Regions from separate parts of the Sus scrofa genome. Here region 1 is linked to region 2. The links are chromatin contacts, called in public HiChIP or PLAC-seq maps. All regions are on one chromosome and are shown on one strand. Each heading gives the region's core, a stretch centred on a gene start, on an enhancer-like site or on the middle of the called end of the contact. The rest is flanking DNA. Distances are from core to core; before and after follow the strand shown. Region 1 holds the start of ANGPT2 (angiopoietin 2). Region 2 holds the start of AGPAT5 (1-acylglycerol-3-phosphate O-acyltransferase 5).

The links. HiChIP or PLAC-seq counts read pairs in DNA pulled down with a chosen protein or histone mark.
Region 1: an H3K27ac HiChIP or PLAC-seq map of alveolar macrophages shows a contact between it and region 2. The contact joins the promoter of ANGPT2 here to the promoter of AGPAT5 in region 2. A contact is called at or near these places in 1 of 5 promoter capture datasets (liver), 1 of 47 Hi-C or Micro-C datasets (fetal heart ventricle) and 1 of 2 datasets of contacts at active chromatin or transcription factors (alveolar macrophages).

Annotation. Positions count from the first base shown.
Region 1 is chr15:37,591,662-37,595,988 of Sscrofa11.1, forward strand. ANGPT2 (angiopoietin 2) reads right to left here and starts at 2,556. Exons shown (of 9, transcript NM_213808.1): 1 at 1,942-2,556. The coding sequence starts at 2,229. The region is part of intron 12 of MCPH1 (microcephalin); the gene reads left to right.
Region 2 is chr15:37,799,053-37,802,921 of Sscrofa11.1, forward strand. AGPAT5 (1-acylglycerol-3-phosphate O-acyltransferase 5) reads left to right here and starts at 2,443. Exons shown (of 8, transcript NM_001143701.1): 1 at 2,443-2,665. The coding sequence starts at 2,447.

The DNA of each region.
Region 1 (4,327 bases), core at 1,306-3,805, 210 kb before region 2:
GCTGAGCCAATGAGAAGATAAGCATTAAGTCATTCTTGGTGATATTTAGCTAGGTAGCCACAGAAAGATTTCAGAAATACCACTGTGCTACTGTTCAAATATTTACTAACTGAACCTGGAAAAGGAAAAACGTTGGTCACCTCATGTAGAATTCCTTGTCCTTTTTCTTCTTTAAACAGATTGAAGAGAAGGGGGTTGTTTATCTAAGAAAGAAATATGAGCTTTGCAATATGGACTTTCAGGTAGAACTAATGTGGGCTTCATTATGCAAATACAATTTAGTGATCTTGCATTTGGCAAAACATTCTTTTTTGTTTCTTGACTATTTATTTTAAGAGATGATTTACCAGTTCGGCAGATTAGAATGTTTACTACAATGGCGCATCTTTCATCTCTCACTGTGACTGTTGGCCCTGGAGTTACCCATGCCACGGGAGAGGAAGGGAAGCTATTCTACCTGAGCCGTGACAACTTAGAAAGAAATGGGAAGGCAGCATGAGCAGATGTTTAGGATGTAGTCTGTCTTTCAAATATTTGAGCCTGTGTTGCTGTGTGCTTTTTAAGTTTAACACTGTTATCTGCACATCTATGAATTTTGGAAGATTTAAAGAGCACTGCAGGGATCTTCTTAGGAAAGGAGAGAAAATTACTGGAGAATTTGCCCAGAAGGGATTGTGCTTACAGAGATAGGACTAATGAGTTTTGTACTCTGGAGCAAGTCTTTCTGATACGTTTTTGTTGTTTTCTGTTCTTTGATTTGAAGCGACCCCTCTTGTTACACTGAATGCAGTGCTGAGGGCTTTCATTCATCTCGGCTCAGGACCAAAGTAATAACTTGGTCATTTCCTCTCCGAAGGTAAGAGAGCTAATGAGAAACACAGATTATGAGCCGAGATCTATTCTGAGATTAAGATAAGGTGTCCTAAGAGAAGGTTTACGGAGAAATGAAAGACTGGGGCAAAGTTTTGAATGGGGGAAAACAGCTCTGCTTTCAATGGTCACGTTCTCTGCTGTGTAAGCATTGTGCTATGATGTCACTGCAATAGTTAATGGCTAATCTATGTATGCAATTTGTTCAAAACTCCTTTAGAATATAAGTAGTCCTTATCAAGAAAAACTCCGGGGTGATTCTGGGTCTCATATAAATAGCCTTACATGTGAAAGTGATGGCTTGTGAAAGGAAACCTGAGCTTTCAGTATCACATTTGAGTTAAATTTTCTGAAAAGTCTGAAACAGTGAAATCACCTGAGCCCCAGGAACATGACCCTCTTGCAGCCAAGCACCCTGCACGCCCGCCCACATGGGGTTGCCTTCAAAACTGATCAAGAAACTGAAGGGTGCTTGAAGGGAGCTGCAGCGCTGAACCCCCTCAGACGCCTGGAAACTCACCCCCACTTGCAAATGGCAAACCCTTGGGATAAAGCCCCCAAGGTTCTGAGAAGCGTAAGCCCTGCTTTATTTAATTTCCTCTCATTTACCAAGAGTCCCCGTCTATTTTAGTAAATAAATTCAGGAAATTGGTAAAGCACTTTACTCCATCCGTTATGTATCAGTAATTAGCATGATTGTCACGTTTTTCCTGGCTCCGGCGCTGCTGTTGCTTGCAGCTTCCCTCCTGTGCCTGCGGCCGGTTTATAACATCCCTGGTAATGGGTTTTATGAGCATAAACTACTTACACAAACAAAACAGCCCACACTTGTGCAGAGAAGTGTGCTTCCTCTGTTTCTAATGATTCCTGACTTTAGAGACTTTTCTCCATCTATCCTGGTGTCCTCCCCCAGTAATCCTTGTCCCTTTCCACCCACGACTGCTTTACACAGCAGGGAAGAATGAAAGAAGTGGCAATTCATTCATAGGTATCAGCCTCTCTCTCCTCTGCTGCCTGATCACCGCCCTCTCCCGCCCGTCTTAGCCGAACCAAGGAAAGGTGATCTCCTACCTTCATTAGCCACTGGGTATTGTTTTCCATGATATTCTCCAGCACTTGCAGCCTCTGCACAGAGTCGTCATAGTCGAGCGGCGCGTCCCTCTGCACCGCGTTGGACACGTAGGAGCTGGAAGGGGAGCGGCAGTTGTCCGTCTCAGGCAGCAGGAACGTGTAGCTGCAGGGGCCGTGCTGAACCTGATACTGCCTCTTCCCCGTGCTGTCCATGCTCTTCCGAAAGTTGTTATAGGCTGCAGCCAAGACGAGATCACAGCTCAGAGTGAAGAAAACAAGCTGCCACATTCTTTTCCTCTGTGGGAATCAACCTCCGTTTAGCAAAGTGCAAGGCACGGGAGGCTCCCGGGTGCTAAGCTGCCCTCTCAGGCACGGGGCTCTGCTGCCATGGCTCAGGGTCCATCAATGAAAGTTCCCGCTTCCCTCTTTCCCTGCAGCAACTTTGGTTTCTGATGCCGCTTTCTCCTCTCTGGTCCCCAGTAAACTGTCAGACTGCAGTCGGAAGAATAATCCTACTCCCTTGTGAAGGCTGCATTCGCCTTCCAGATCAGACTTAATGCGCCTTTGTCTTGCTTCCCCCAGATTCTGCGGTGTCAGGATCCGAATCAATCACTTTCTTTCCTTATATGATAAGTTGATAAGAGAGCCAGACATGTGTAGCTGGCTGCCCCGCCCTCCCCTCCCGGCTTGTCCGTTATCTTCCTGTAGGGGGTCACTAGGCAGGCAACAGGAAAAATCCGAGTGTGGTGTGTGTTGTCCAGGCAGGGCTATAGGCTGTAGAAGCCCTCTGGGAAAAGCCCATCAGTTACAGGACCCCTGGGTATTTCAGAGGCACCACCCTAATTGAGTATTTCCTAGAGAGAGCTTGGCGGTCTCTTGTGTCTGAAACTGATTTCACAGGGCTGAGCTGGTAAAATATCTGGGGCAATAACTTTAAAGTACAATGAAAGTTCCTGTTTTTTCCTTTAGGAATAAAAATACTACAAATATGTCAGGACTTTGGTTTATTTTTGTTATTACCAACAAAAAGGAAGAAGTCTTGCTCTTATAAACTCTTTGCCTTTTTCATAGGGAAAATAGTTTCCTTGGTATTACTTGATTTTTGAACCACTAGCTTAAGAATGCAGAATTTTCATCTTAAAACAATTGGATAGAAACATCTCACTTTATTAAATTGGGTTAGGAAAATCAAGTTTTTGAGCTCTGACATTTAATCTTTTAAACAAAATATCCACTTCAGTATTCAAAGTAAATTTAAAATATGCTGGACTGATTAATGGCCCTCTAAATTATAATACATAGAGAAATCACAGTTTAAATAAGAGGAGGGTGAGAGAGGCATACATAAGCTTCTCCTTTATTAGGTCAGGGTTTGCTCAAATCCCATCATTTTGTAACATACTATCCAGGATCAATTAAATCAGCCACAGTTAGGGTCGAAGGCAAATCACTCCTTTTTAATTAAGCTCTAAATCCTCATCTGTAAAATTCAGAGGTTGCATTAACTCCCAAGATTCTTCTGTTTCAATTCTGTGGCTCCGTAAACCCTCTGTGTTCCTTCCTTCCTGGAGCTAAAACTTAGCACTTCAGAGACTGACAGTTGGCTCACTCACCAGCCAGAGTGCACAAGGGAACATGGAGCCTGGCATGGTCTTTTCACACCTCGTTGCCTGAGATTTGCCTCCAGGCCCGTCCAGCACTGACCTGACAGACCTCATCTACCCGTAAAGCCAGTGTCGGGCAGTCCAATCATGCAAGGCCAGATTTCAGAAGATTTTTAGGGTTTTCATTCTTGGATGACTATGAGATTTGTATAGGGAATTCTGTTTCAAGAGACCTAGTTAAACCTTTATAAAGGTCCCTCTCATGCAAGGACTGGCTCCCAGGTTACCCCCAGAGCAGGGACCTGTCTGAGGTCCACAGACAGAATTCGTGGGGTCTGTGAGCCTTGACAGAAAAAGATGTCTTTTTCACCAAAGTCTAACTGAAAATATAGCCTTGCTTTTAGCTATGAGTAGGTCACAAGCAACCCTGGTCAATATCTCTGGCCACCAATAGGCATCACATATTTTTGTCATGATAAGTCAAGCTGTTACTGCACTCAGCACTACATTTTTACGTAATCTGCCCCCAAGATCCTGTTATTTAATGTCTGAATAAAACAGCCCATTTCCGATAAAGGGTTCATAGACTTCCCCTGGCTATCGAAGGGCTCCATGGCTCAAGGAAAGCTAGATCTCAATTCTGGTACATGCTTTCCACCACAGGAGCAAATTAAATACACCTTACTTGGACCACTGACCATAGAGGGAAGACAGGGCCAGTGTTAGAACCCTGATTCACTGAGGTCTGAAGCAAATGTTTAACTTCTCTAAGTCTGCGTTTC
Region 2 (3,869 bases), core at 1,193-3,692:
TCATTTCAAATATCACCCTACCTTAGAAGCCTTCTATGTGCCCAGGCTAGATGAGCTCTCCTTAGTAGGTATGGAGTAACACCATGCAGTTCCCCTTTTCTTAAATCTCATCCCACAGCTAACTGTTGGCTGAATGCAATTGTCTTTTTACTGCTACATTCTGGTGCTACTGTTTGCAGACTAGGTTACGTGTGCACTTTGAAAGGAACTGTTTCAGTAGAGTGGTGGAAAAGGAAATAAGATGACAAGGGGCTCAAAATGTATGAGGTAAGGAAGTAGAGGCAGAGAGTGTGGGCTGATTATAGTTAAGAGGAGGGCAGGCAGAAAGGGTAAATCTGTGATTGCAGGTAGGGACAGAGCAAAGGGGTAACTTGTAGGTAGGGGCTGGGTTTGGATGTAAGCAGGAAACAAGAGTGGCTCAAGTTCTCAGTGTCTGCATGCCAGAACATGGCACAAAACTTCACAACCTTCAGTAACTCACAGAAGGCAACATATTACACATATCACACATTCACCAGCTTCATGTGTACAGGTCAAAACCGGAACACTCAATCAACTTTCTCTTCAAACATTTTTCTAACCATAGAGATGTCTGGTCTCAATGAAAGGAAGTGTGAGCAGCATGGGCTGTACATTCTGTCCACACCCAGGACTTTTCCCCTCCCAAATGAAATCAGTTCTCACAGCACAGGCATTCATTACTTTCTGCAGAAAGAGAGGAATCCCTGTTGAAAACCTTTCAATATGTGTCCAGTTGGCAATTTATCTGTTCAAATACTTGTTCCTTGAGCAATCTCTATTCGCTTGGTTTTGTTCCTCAAGGTCACCATTTACCAATCACATGACATCATGTCAATTATGTACAGATAGTCAAAAAAAGTAGCCACCATCCTAGCCCTGATTAGAATGTTCCACTAATATATATGCCTTCCTGCATAAAATTACACCACGGGCTTGCATTCAAAAAATTTTTTTTTTTTTTTTTTTTTTTTTTTTTTACTTAAACCATACTCACTGTAGCCAAAGTGCAGTAGGATTAAGAAGGCCTCTGGGTCTGCTGTTTTTGTTTGTTTTGTTTAATTAGAGTATAGTGGATTTTAAAAGTTTCTTCAATTTCTGTTGTGGATCTGTTTTTACATCAACAAAACAACTGCCCTGACTCCCTAGATTTTTGTTAAGGTCACAAAAGTAGGTCAGTTCTTTATGCCACATGTCCACACAAGCACTTTCAAGGACTACACAAAAAAATAAAGTTCCTCATAAACTATCAAAAAGAAGTCAAAGAGCCAGGCCCTGAGGACGTCAAGCAAGAGTGAACTTGGTAAGTTCTGATAAAACTGTGTAGAGTACCTTGTAAAAAGGATGCCCAGCTATGCGTAAACTTAGAGTGATGGAAGAATGGGGCCTGATTCGGAAGCACCCTAAGGGTGAGTGCAGGGATGGAGCGGGAGTCCTGTGCACCTGCTGCAGAGGAGGAAGCCTGGAAGGAGGTGTGGGGTGGAGTGAGGTAGAGAGGAAGACACCTTTAAAGAGAAGGTAAGCCTGGTCTGATGACCCAAGGCTGGCGCTCGGACAGCGCTTATGTCACTACTGAAAGGGCCCGGATCATGTCCCGTCAGCCTTCCCACAGCAGGCCTGACAGGAGACCTCTTAGCGCGGAAGTCAAGGTCTGCAGCACCGCGTGTCACCTATGTCGCTTTGAGGGCGCATTCCGGGGCCCAGGGACCCTCAGGTACGGAAGCAGGAGGTGGAGCGTTCCCTCAGGCCAACCAGCACCCAGAATTCGACCGGGGTAGGGGAGGGGGGCGCAGAGCCGCCCACTCCCCTCAACCAGCACCCACCTTCACCCTGCTCCGCCGGGCAGTTGCCACCTCCCATCCTGCCTCCGCAGCTAGGCCCTGCTTTCGGGGCATGCGCAGTAGCCAGAGCCGGGCAGTCCACGCTTTCGGGCGGCAGTTGCGCTTCAACCGTCAGCCACAATCGACCAATCCAGAGACGAGTTCTTGCCGCAGAGCCCTCCCCGCCCACGACAGGGGACTATGGTAACGGACAGCCAATCAGAAGGAACTTTGTTGGCGCGAAGCCCCGCCCCCGGCAGGGGCAGAGGGTGACGGGCGAGGGTCATGGGGTGTAAGTGATCCTGAGCAACCCTGTGCCCTAGGGCCGCGACATCCCCTTGTCCCGCGGCCGCTACCAACGCGCCGGGACCCTCACTCGCCCGCCCGTTCACCCTCTGGCGGCGGCACGGCCCATGCGGCTGGGGGCGGAGGCCGGATCCGGCGCGGGCTGGGTGTTTCAGGTGCGGCCGGCGGCCTGGGGAGGTGAGGGGGCGGTGGCTGGGCCGGGCCCGGCCCGGTGATTGGCCGCCGGCTGAGGGCAGCGGGGCGACCCGAGGCTGCCCGGCTGGGAGGAGCCCGCAGAGCATTCCGCACGCGGAGCTGGGAAGATGCTGCTGTCCCTGGTGCTCCACATGTACTCGATGCGCTGCGTGCTACCGGGCGCCGTGCTCCTGGGCACAGCCCCCACCTATGTGCTGGCCTGGGGGGCCTGGCGGCTGCTCTCCGCCTTCCTGCCTTCCCGCTTCTACCAGGCGGTGGACGACCGGCTCTACTGCATCTATCAGAGCATGGTGCTCTTCTTCTTCGAGAACTACACTGGGGTGCAGGTGAGGCACTGCCTGCCCTATGCGCCCTCCTTCCACACCTGCCGCCCCCTCCCTTGGTCTTGATTCCTTCGGGGGCTCAGGCGTATCTTCCAGCTTGGAACCACCCAGCGCTCCCAGTTCGTGTAGGATTGTTCCGCCTTGTCGGACAGGTCGGCCCCCGGAACACGTGCTATGACCCATCCTCCCTCCGTGGGGGAAATTTGATGTTCTTTCGCGTTTGGCCGGATGCTTCCTTGCAGGTACTCAGTAGGTAGTCTCAGTAGCTTTGTTTTGAGGCTACAATTGGAATGAGCCGTCCGCTCTTCCCCTCTTTTAACTATCTGTCTTGGTGCTTAGCGAAGTAGCTGCAGATGAACATTTAAGTAGGGCGAGCAGTAGTTGACAGTTTCTGGCATTTGGTCTAAGGCGTTTATGTTGGAACTCAAAAGTGCGCTTTTAAAAATTGGAGACCATCTCTTGAAACAGACTGATGTTACTATTTGAACAAGAAGTACAACTTTGTTTTGTATTCTTCCCCAGTGTAAGTGAAAGCTGGGCGAGGAAATTAATACATTTGTTACAGTAGAAGCCCTACGGTAGATAAAGTTCTTGCAAACTTTGACTAGGCTTAAATGTGTGGCTGATCTTTTGTATGATTAGTTTGTTTCTTTCTCTGTAGAGATTGGATTTGTAGACTAACTTTGTAAAACAAACAAAAGTAGAAGGCCCTTTTAACTTTAATTATTTGAAGTCTTTTACACAAAAATGTCAGTTGTGAATTTTCCTTTTATTTCTCAATTTGGAAAAAAAAAAAAGAGCTTGATTCTTGGTTATTCCTTATATCCAGTTAGTACTTATTTTTCCCTTTTCTTGGTGGGGGTGGGGTCGAGTGACTGGGATGGCATTGTTTTGTCTTTTTGTCACCCCCACCCCCACCCCGCCGGCCGCACCCCAGCAGCTGCTTTCACCCTGTTGTCCTCCAGCTCCTATTTTGAATTTGCAGTTGCTTTGCAGAATTAGATCCTGGATAACTCTGAATTTGCCCCAGTTGGAGGTTTGGGGGAAGAGAACTAGGGGAAGGCAGGGCCTCCATTTAAATCAGTATCTGTGTTTCCTAGGAAAGAAAGACCTCTCTTCCAGATAATGCTTTCCTGGTAAATTGACTTTTACAAAGAGCCTCCTTTAAAACTTTAATCAATTCAGACCAGTCATTTGCACACTCTGT